Linked DNA regions of Sus scrofa: region 2 is linked to region 1. The links are chromatin contacts, called in public HiChIP or PLAC-seq maps. All regions are on one chromosome and are shown on one strand. The core of a region is the stretch at or near the end of the contact, and the rest is flanking DNA. Distances in the headings are between cores, read along the strand shown.

What was found. HiChIP or PLAC-seq counts read pairs in DNA pulled down with a chosen protein or histone mark.
Region 2: an H3K27ac HiChIP or PLAC-seq map of alveolar macrophages shows a contact between it and region 1. The contact joins the promoter of TRMT5 here to the promoter of PPM1A in region 1. A contact is called at or near these places in 1 of 5 promoter capture datasets (liver), 1 of 47 Hi-C or Micro-C datasets (embryonic fibroblasts) and 1 of 2 datasets of contacts at active chromatin or transcription factors (alveolar macrophages).

What each region holds. Positions count from the first base shown.
Region 1 is chr1:189,246,176-189,250,786 of Sscrofa11.1, forward strand. It overlaps PPM1A (protein phosphatase 1A), which reads left to right and starts at 2,799. Exons shown (of 6, transcript XM_021062341.1): 1 at 2,799-3,235. LOC110259569 (basic proline-rich protein-like) reads right to left here. Exons shown (of 5, transcript XM_021085056.1): 2 at 3,313-3,729; 3 at 2,627-3,278; 4 at 2,162-2,296; 5 at 652-905. The coding sequence ends at 786.
Region 2 is chr1:189,921,433-189,926,043 of Sscrofa11.1, forward strand. TRMT5 (tRNA (guanine(37)-N1)-methyltransferase) reads right to left here and starts at 1,876. Exons shown (of 5, transcript XM_003121846.4): 1 at 1,758-1,876; 2 at 1-607. The coding sequence starts at 1,762. It overlaps SLC38A6 (solute carrier family 38 member 6), which reads left to right and starts at 1,953. Exons shown (of 16, transcript NM_001267849.1): 1 at 1,953-2,109; 2 at 3,214-3,344. The coding sequence starts at 2,005.

The DNA.
Region 1 (4,611 bases), core at 1,549-4,048:
TTTCCCTTAACATAATATTTGGGGAATAGTTAGCATAATATTTAGAGAATATAATATGCAGTATAATAATAAGGAAGGGCATATTATATCAAGCATTTTTACTTGGACAATATTAAGAATCTTGGTTCCAAATTTTAAAATGTTAATCTTATCCCCATGAATTTCTTAGTTCATACCAAAATGTCCCTGTAACTTGTGTTCAAAAATAAGAAATAGCAGAAAGGCACAACTTAATCAGCAGTCTATGGTACACTGTGCAGACTCCTTAAAAATCTCTTTATACTATAGTTCCTATTTTTCTACCTTTTCTTCTATAATTGACCCAGATTCTCCTGCAAGTGTAAAGCAGAGAGCAGAAAGATATGGAAATTTAAAAGAAGGAAGCGGTTAAGACAGGCAAGACCTTTAAGCTCACTATGTTCCTATAGTGCCACTGGCGACTCAGGCTCTGCCTTATGAATAAGAAAATTTGTTTTCTAAGGGCATTTCAAATTGTGGTTTTCACATGGGTTTTTCTGTTTCAGAATGGTAATGAGTCCACTAGCATGCTAATCATGCTGCTACTTGTCCAAAGTATTAAGAATTCCAATAAGGCAAAGTTTCAAAGATCTTTGATCTAATTTCATTTCTTTCTTTCTTTTTCTTTCTTTCTTTTTTTTTTTTTTTTTTTTTTGGCAAGCATGGGGAGAATTAGGAAATATAGGAAATATGTCATCAGATGATACTGAGACCAAATGCATAAGTGAACTTTATTTTTACTTTATATACCTGGAAATGATCCATCTTCATCTTACTCTAAGAAATTCTAACCTCCAAGATATTGGGTGATTTGGGGGTTCCTTGAAGAAGCAGCCTGCCAGTGATCTTTTGGTGATATTGTTTGATCCTGTTGTTAGATCCCATGTCTAAAAGTGAAAGGAACAGAACCGTCACAAAAAAGTCATGTTGGAAAAATGAGATAGCATTTACAGTTTTAAAAGCAGTTAAATGCTTGCTGAATGACAGAGACAGAATAAATAGGTTGCTTTAGATCTAAGAGTTGGAGCAACAAAGTGGTTTTAGGAGATACAAAGTAGCAGGGTACAAGCTCTTAGGATAAAATGGAGAGGCCTTATCACAAATCTACTTTTTTATCAGCTGGAACACGTTATGACTAACATCTTCAGGTGTTCTTTTTTCTTTTTTGGCTGCTCTGCAGCACATGGAGTTCCCTGGAGAGGGAATCAGATCCCAGTGGCAGTTGTGACCTACACGGCATCTGTGGCAACACCTGATCCCTAACCCACTAGGCCTGGCCAGGGATGGAACCTGCATCCCAGCACTCCAGAGATGCCCCAGTCTCATTGTGCCACAGTGGGAACTCCTGGTTGCTCTTTTTAAAGTACCTGCCTCCTATAATGAAGTATTTTGTTTTTCTTTATGTATATGTAGCACAGCATCTTTCTTCTTCTTCTTTTTTTTTTTTTTTTTTTTTTGGCAGTGCCCACAGGCATGTAGGAGTTCCTGGGCCAAGGATTAAAACCGTGCCACAGCAGTGACAACACCCGATCCTTAACCCCTAGGCCACCAGGGAACTCCCAAGAGCATCTTTTTTAAACACTGATTTTTCTTTTAAACTTCTGTGCCTGGAAATGTGGTATAAGTCAAATCCCTGAGCAGGTTAAACCTCTGACAAGAGAGGGAAAGCATCCCAGCCAATGGGAAACCCTGCTGGTGATGTACTGCTCTCCAGTTCTGATTCATTGGCCGCCTAGGGTTTGTCATTGTATCCCTGGCGTCTGCAAACGGCGTGGGTCGGGTTGTCTGCAGTCTAGCTAGCTAAACTGGATTCTGGCCACCTGCACGTGCAACTGGGTTTAACAGATCTCTAAATTTTCATAGCAGCAGCTGCCACATTTTTGATAATCCTCCAGATTTTGAAAAATCCTTCGTTCCTTTAACCTCACTGGAGGTGGTTGGATGTCCCCTGTGACAGAATCACGTGACTGTCTAATAAGTGCAAATAAATACAATGTGGAACCCCACGAGCTACAGACGAAAAACCACCAGAAACTCAGAGCATGTGCCTTGTGCGTGTATCAGGGGCACTCGCGTGTGGGTGGGTGGTAGTAGGGTGAGAGTGTTGCTGCCCTTTGGGACCCGAGATGTGTGGCTAGAGCACCTGCGTAGGTCTCCCGAGGTCGCTGGGGCAAGGATGGCTCCGGAAGTGTGGAGGCTTGAGGGAGAGGGATCTGGCGGTGGCCTGACAACAAGCATGCCTTAGAGCCGCAGCAGCTAGGCCGCGATCAGGCCGCAACTGTAAGGGAGAGAAGTCGACAGCACAAGGTCGGTCCTCGGCCTCTGTAGACTGCGTCTTCCCCGGGAATGGGGTATCTATCTGCAGACAGACGGTAGCCCAGCGAAAGGAGGCGCGGACGCCCTAGGGGGGATGCCGAGTCCGGGCTCGGAGAGTATCCCCATTCCTGAGGCTCATACAGTCACACCTCTGTCCAGTCCCCAGGGCCAGGGCAGGAAGCCCCATGTCCCGGTTCCGTTCCGGGATTCGGACGCTCGTTTGTGGCTCTGCCTAGGGGCCGGGCGGCGAGGCCACTGCTACGAGAGAAGCTGGGTAGGGCAGTGACATCACCTGCACCCCTCCCCCGTTAGCCAGCGCGCGCTGCAGTTCCTGCCCAACGACATCCGGGTCTCTCCAGCTGCTCCGCCGCGCCGCAGCTGTAGGGGCCTCTGAGCCCACGGGGCGGAGCGTGGCAGGCGGAGGCGTGGGGGAGGGGTAGTACGGCACCGTCGTGAGCGCGCCTGCGCGGGGACGCGCTGGAGGCGGCGGCGGCGGCGGCGGCGCTAGGGGCGGGAGCGCGCGCGGGAGCGAGGGAGCTGTGGTCTCCGCACTGGCCCGGCCCGCAGCTTCGGGTGCTCCGGCAGCGGCAGCTCGGCAGCCGGTGGTTGGGGAGGGGGGTGGGGGGGCGCTAAGGCAGGTGGGGTGCGTAAGCGATGAATCTTCGGCTCTTCCTCCTCCTCCTCCGGGACCCGCTCTCCGCCTCCCGCTCCAACGCCCGGATGATCTGAGCCGCGAGGGCGCCGAGAGCCGGGGGCCCGGACGCAGCCCGGCTCCTCCCCTCCTCCGCCCCCTCCCCGGCCTGACCTGGCCGGCCGCCGCCGCGGTGACCCCCTTCCCGCCCCCTCCCCGGCCGCCGCAGCCTCGGCCGACCAGGGACCTGCCTGCCCGCGGCTGCTCCGGGTAAGCGCGACGCTGGGGCCGAGGGCGGGCGGGCGGCGCGGGCCTGCGCGGCAGCGGCCAGGCCTAAAGCCTGGGGCCTGTAAACAAGCCGGGCGTCTGCCCGGGCGCTCCCGGGAGGAGACGCGACAACTCCACCCCCTGGCCCGGCCTCCTCCCCCGAGCCGGGCGGCGGACTACGAGGGGTTAACGTTCTGCGAGGGCGGTGGCGGGCAGGCGGGGGCGGGGTGTTTGTGGCGGCTGCGCGGGGAGGGGGCGCGACCCTCCGGGTGCAGATGCCGGGCGGGGTGTTTGCGGCCGCTCGGCCGGGTAGGGCCGTCGGCGGGCCAGGCCTGCCCCGACCGGAGATGAACCCGCGGAACTTTCCCTGAGCGGGGAGGGGGCGTACGGCGCCCCCAACCGCCCGGCCACCCCGGGCTCCAGCCCCTGGAGGGAGGCCGCGAGAAAGAAGAGGAGAAGCTTCCTTTGGACCGGACTTGGCCTTGAAACACCAAATTCTGGAGAGTTTTTGCTTCAGGTTTTATAGAGGGTAGAGCTTAGAGTGAGGCTTTTTTAGAACTCAAGTCAGTGATACCTCCAATTCATTCATTCCTAAAGCATTGAACAAATTCATTGAAGTAAATGGTACTGATTTCTTTTCGTCTTTTAAACCGTGTTAATTGTGTGAGTAAAAGTTCTTGATGCTAGAGTTTGGTCGAGGTATGATACTTTTCTGCTTGTAGATTTTTAATATTTTCTTGAAAGACTGCTGGCTCTGGAGGGCCTCTACCAACAGCGGTTTTAGATATGTTTTGAAAATTTCATCGCTTGAGGTATTTCTTTTTTTTTCCTCAAGCACCGCATGGTACTTAAAAATTTACAAAGGTCGTACTTAAGTTGTCCAAGCCAAGAAAGCTATTCGCCCTGTCCACCCCAACCCTAAATTTCCTGCTGATTGGTGTAATGAGCCGAATGCATTTTAAGTGAAGTGATTGGAAGAGTATGGGCAATGTAAAAAAATCTATGTTATTATTTTCTCAAAGTAAATGATTTTGACATTATTGAAGAAAATTAGAAATTTAAAAATATTTTGAGGAAAAAGGCTTAATCATTTCAAACTTGCACGTTGTGATTTTAAACACAACTGCTTTTTAGGTGCAAAGAGCTCTGAAGAGTCAGAGGGTTGATTTAACAGTGCTCTGCTGAACCTTTAGGGGTCCCAGAGCTCTCCGGAATCCAGCAGGGCTTGCTCTCCAACTGCTATTTAACTCGAACAACTTCACTTTTATATATTTATCTTTTTACATATTGGGCCTTTTCCAAAGTGTAGTTCTGTAACTCTTTACAGTTTAGGAAACTGACAAGAGCCATAGTGACCCACCCCATTAACTGTTTTATAA
Region 2 (4,611 bases), core at 626-3,125, 670 kb after region 1:
TCCGACTCGGCTAAACCCTGAAGTCACATCTTGACCTTCAGGGAGCACGGCTCTCAATATTTCTTCTGATTTAAAGTTTTCATAAGTTAGTTCCAAATTATATTTAGATATCTGTGGACTGACATTTAGTTGCTTTAAAATACTGAGTTCTTCTTTCTCGAAGGAATCACTGGTAAAGATTTTATAGGGATCCAACATAATTAGTCTACTTTCTTCATCTTCTGGATCTTCAATCACACGTTTGATGCCTGGGCGCTGCAGTGCTGCCTTTTTAAGGGACCGCATCAATTTATTGACTATTTCTTTCCTCACTTTAAGCACTGGGATGGTGACTGTTTTTTTAAAAGCTGCTCTATCGAGTTTTGTCATTCCTCGAACATCAGAGGGTGGTGAAAACAATTCAGAGTCTCTCCGATTTGTTTCTATTTCAGGCATGGTTGAGAATCTTTTTCTTTGATCCAACGAGAAAATATCAGGTGTCCTGTTAGGTTTCTGTATCAATGACACCCAAGCTAGTGGAATCGATGATTCTGATTCAGTTATTCCACAGCTTTCCACTTTGAGATGTCTTCTTGAGAATCCAAATCCAAATGGCCTCCATAAGATCCTAAAAAAAAAGTATTTTTTAAAACAAATACCATAAAGCTACACACTAACTTAACATGTTCACAATAAGTTTGGGGAATAAAATTTTAAATTGTTTTAAATAATGGGTGAATGCTGATGATTAAAACTTTTAGTGGTGTGTGAGAAGAATACTATCATTTCCAGGACAGGATGACCTTTAATGGTGGTAAATAATAAAAGTGCACCTTCTACCCATGTGTTGCCAGGACTAGGGCTTTGTGATCCATCACCCTTCGTTCAGTCAATGGACCTTCCCAACCACAATTTTCTATAGAACATGTTTGGGATTGGAAGGCTGAAGTTTAAGAATCACCACTAAATGAAATGGTCACAATATTTATGACCTTACCAATGGCAATATTTAAAAGGAAATTCTTGTGGATTCCTATTAGGTCAGGTGCTTTACATACATTATCAATCCTTGAGAGGTGTGCGTGGTATCACATTCTCATTTTGTAAATGAGTAAACTAAAGCTCAAGGGTAGGTTAATTGGCCCAAATTCCCGTTCCTGCCAAGTGGCTGAGCAAGGATTAAATTCCAGGGCCTGGTATTCTTAATATACTTCTATGTTGTCTTCGAAGTTTTACTGCCACAACTCCTGCCCATAACTAGAGGTTTCAGTATTTTGAGGATGAGGCCTGTTAAGTGTTATACTCATATTCCATTAACAGTATCAGTTATTCATTTTGTTACCGAAGAAGTAACTGTAAAAGGAAAGGGTCCCGTCTGGTAACCCTATAAAGCAACTGTCAAAATTTATAGCCAGGGTTCAAATTGGGTCTAGCAGGTAAACAGATGTGTAATTTACTTTGGGTAAATTACTTGATGTGAGTCTCGGCTTTACATGTGTAAAAATATGGCTAAAGTTCTATCAGAAAGCTTTTGAAAAGATGAAAGAGACTCCACACTCCCTGGTACTGTACTCAGACCTAGGCTTGGCAGGGCACCCGGGCGGTGGGTGACCTCGCCTAGGCAGCGCAAAGCGGAAAGCCGCCCTGAGCTGACCGGTACCGACAACACGCCCTCAGCCCCTTCGAAATATCAAAGGTGTAGCGGCCACCATCTCATCAACGTCACCATCCCATTTACCGGCGTCGCTCAGCAGCTGCCTCCCAGACCAACCCCTCACCTCATGCTCTGCTGCGGCTCGGAAATGGGTCGCCGACGGAGAGGCGGGCCCTCGATGACAACATCAATGTTCGTCGCCGAAGGGCGAGCGTCATCAGATCGCGTCGATTACCTTCTTCCTTCCCCGCCCTAGTGAGGTATAGGCACCCGGAAGGGCCGGGAATGCAGCCCCGCCTCTGGCGCGACTCTGGCCGGGAGAGCAGTGGTGGTAGCTGGTAGATGGACTGGGTCGTCGGCCAGCAAGCAGCATGGAGGCGCCGTGGGGGACCATCAGTGCGGAGCCGGGCTGGTTTGTCTCTACCCAGCAGATAGAAGAAGCAGAGGCGGAAGAGTTAAGCCCGTTGCTAAGCAACGTAAGTTAGCACAACTCGAGTCCCGGCACTTTTCTGATGTTCCTGCCAAATACGACGGAGAAAAGAAAGGGGAAGGCGAAGGGAGGAGGAAGAGGCTTAGGGCATGGGGCCCAAAGGCAGCAGCCGAGATTCCGAGATCTGGCGGACTTAATGAGTGTCATAGGAGCCTAACCTGTGCTAGAAAGAACAGCTGAAGTAGAGGTGCAGGCTCAGGTGAAGAGGTGCAGCGGCGAGTTGGAGGCTGGTGACCCCACTTAAAGGAGTAGCCCCAGGATTATGTAACTCCCTGCTGTTTTTTAGCATCTTTGTTGGTTTCTCGGCTTCTCGTTTCCTTCACCAGTCGTTTGAGCTTTGTGCAAGAGTCACAAGATTTTTCTTTTCCCAGCTTAGTCACTGGGGACCTGTAAATAACTTAATGCAGAGATCCTTAATGGTGAAGGAGTAGAGGTGGCCTGATAGTAGGTACATAGTACTTCCCTTGACCCTAAAGCCTGTGCACTCAACTTTTAACTTAAGTCAGTTTCTAGGACTTTGTTCCCAAATACTGTTTTAGTATTCCATACTGTTTAGTATTCCATAGTGTCCTCGCCAGAGCAACGTGAATCGCTATTTACTGTATCATCATTGTCAGGTGTTCCTGACCATCCTTCCCGTTGGGCAGACTTAATTCATTAAGTATATAAATAGAGATTAATTTTGCTGTCCTAGTCATTGAGGAGCAGCAGAAGTCTACAGTAACCCCATGCTGATTCAGGGATTCTTCAGTAATCATGTGAGCTTGGGGCCATGTTCCTGCTCTCTGTCCCCACCCCCATTTTACCCTATCTTCATCTTTTGCAGTCACAAGGTTAGTCATGACTTTTCAGAAGCCGACCTGGTTTCTGTGCTTGGAGTTGATTTTCCTAGGAAACCAAATTCCTGGTGCTGCACTAAGGGGAGGTGAGGAGGGAAGGAAAGGAAACCAGTGCTGGGTTGCTGGTTGAGCCCCTGGTATGTCACATCATGTGTCTGGTTTGCAGATATCCTCCATTGTCTGTCATTTCTTGATGAAATTTGAACCTCACCATTCAAACATTTGACTCTATTAAATTTGTGTGCTTACAGGAACTTCACAGACAGGGATCCCCAGGTGTTTCATTTGGTTTCTCAGTGTTTAATTTGATGAATGCCATCATGGGAAGTGGCATCCTTGGCTTAGCTTATGTTATGGCTCACACTGGCATTCTTGGATTTAGGTGAGTTATTTTCTTATTTTACCATTACTTTTTTCCCCCCTTAATTTTGATAGTTCAAAATAAGCAAAGAGATAGGCTGCAGAAGCTGGTACTATACAATTTCTAGTTATTTCTGGGCTTTTAACATTTTCTTCTTAACTTTTATATTGCTGCTAGTCTGTAGCTTGGAGGGATGCTACATAACCTGTATTTTTTTTTATCCAAAGTGTAGCTAATTTTAAAAAATGGAAACTTGATCCACACATTTATAACCTTAAGAAGTGGCTTATTTGTTGTGTTAAGTTGGCCAAAGTAAATCAGAGTTTATCAGCCATGCAGATTAATAATAAATAGCAATTTTGTGAGTGCAAATAAAGGACATAATCTTTTCATTTCTCCCCAACTCCTTTCTTCTTACTGTTAAGTAGTCTTGTTTCATCCTCTGAGGCTGGACATATATTCAGTTATTCATCTTTTAAGTCTCAGCTCATATTCCATTTGTATATTTGTTCTTTAATTATAATATATTGTAATAATTTGTTTGCAAGTTAGGTTCCCCACTAAACTCTGAAATCCTTTAGGACTATACCTTATCCTTAGCATCTAGCACCATGCTTAATAGAATGAATGAACAAGTTTGTTTTGTCAGCAGAAGCAGACCTCTTTTTCTAGGAAACTTAAGATACGTAGAGAGTTTCATTTAGGTTCATTTTTGCTCTTATTTTGAATTAAAAAAACTATTTTTATTGCCATACCTGTAGCATATGGAAGTTGCTAGGTTAGGGGTCAAATCAGAGCTGCAGCTGCTGGCCTATGCCACAGCCACAGCAACACCAGATCTGAGCCACCTCTGCGACCTAAACACCCGCAGCTTGCGGCAACACCTGAATCAGATCCTTAACCCACTGAGCGAATCTAATATGCATCCTCACAGAGGCAACTTGGGGTCCTTAACCCACTGAGCCACAATGGGAACTCCTTGTTTTGATTTTCTTGATTAGCAAACCAATTTTAAGTAACCCAACTTGCTTTTATTATGGAATATATTCACAAACTTTCATAGTTTTAAAACTTCAAACCTGTGTGACACCTTAGGCAAGACATTATCAGAGGATTTATATTTTAGTCCCCTTTGAAAAATTATATTTTAAAATCCATAAAGGGTCTTATATGTAGATGTGTACTACTGAATGTGTGCTTGCTGAATCCTATCACAGTTTCCATTTTGTGATGTCAAACTGTTATTTTGTCAGGTTTCCTGAGTCAGTTGACAAGTGTACTTTCACTT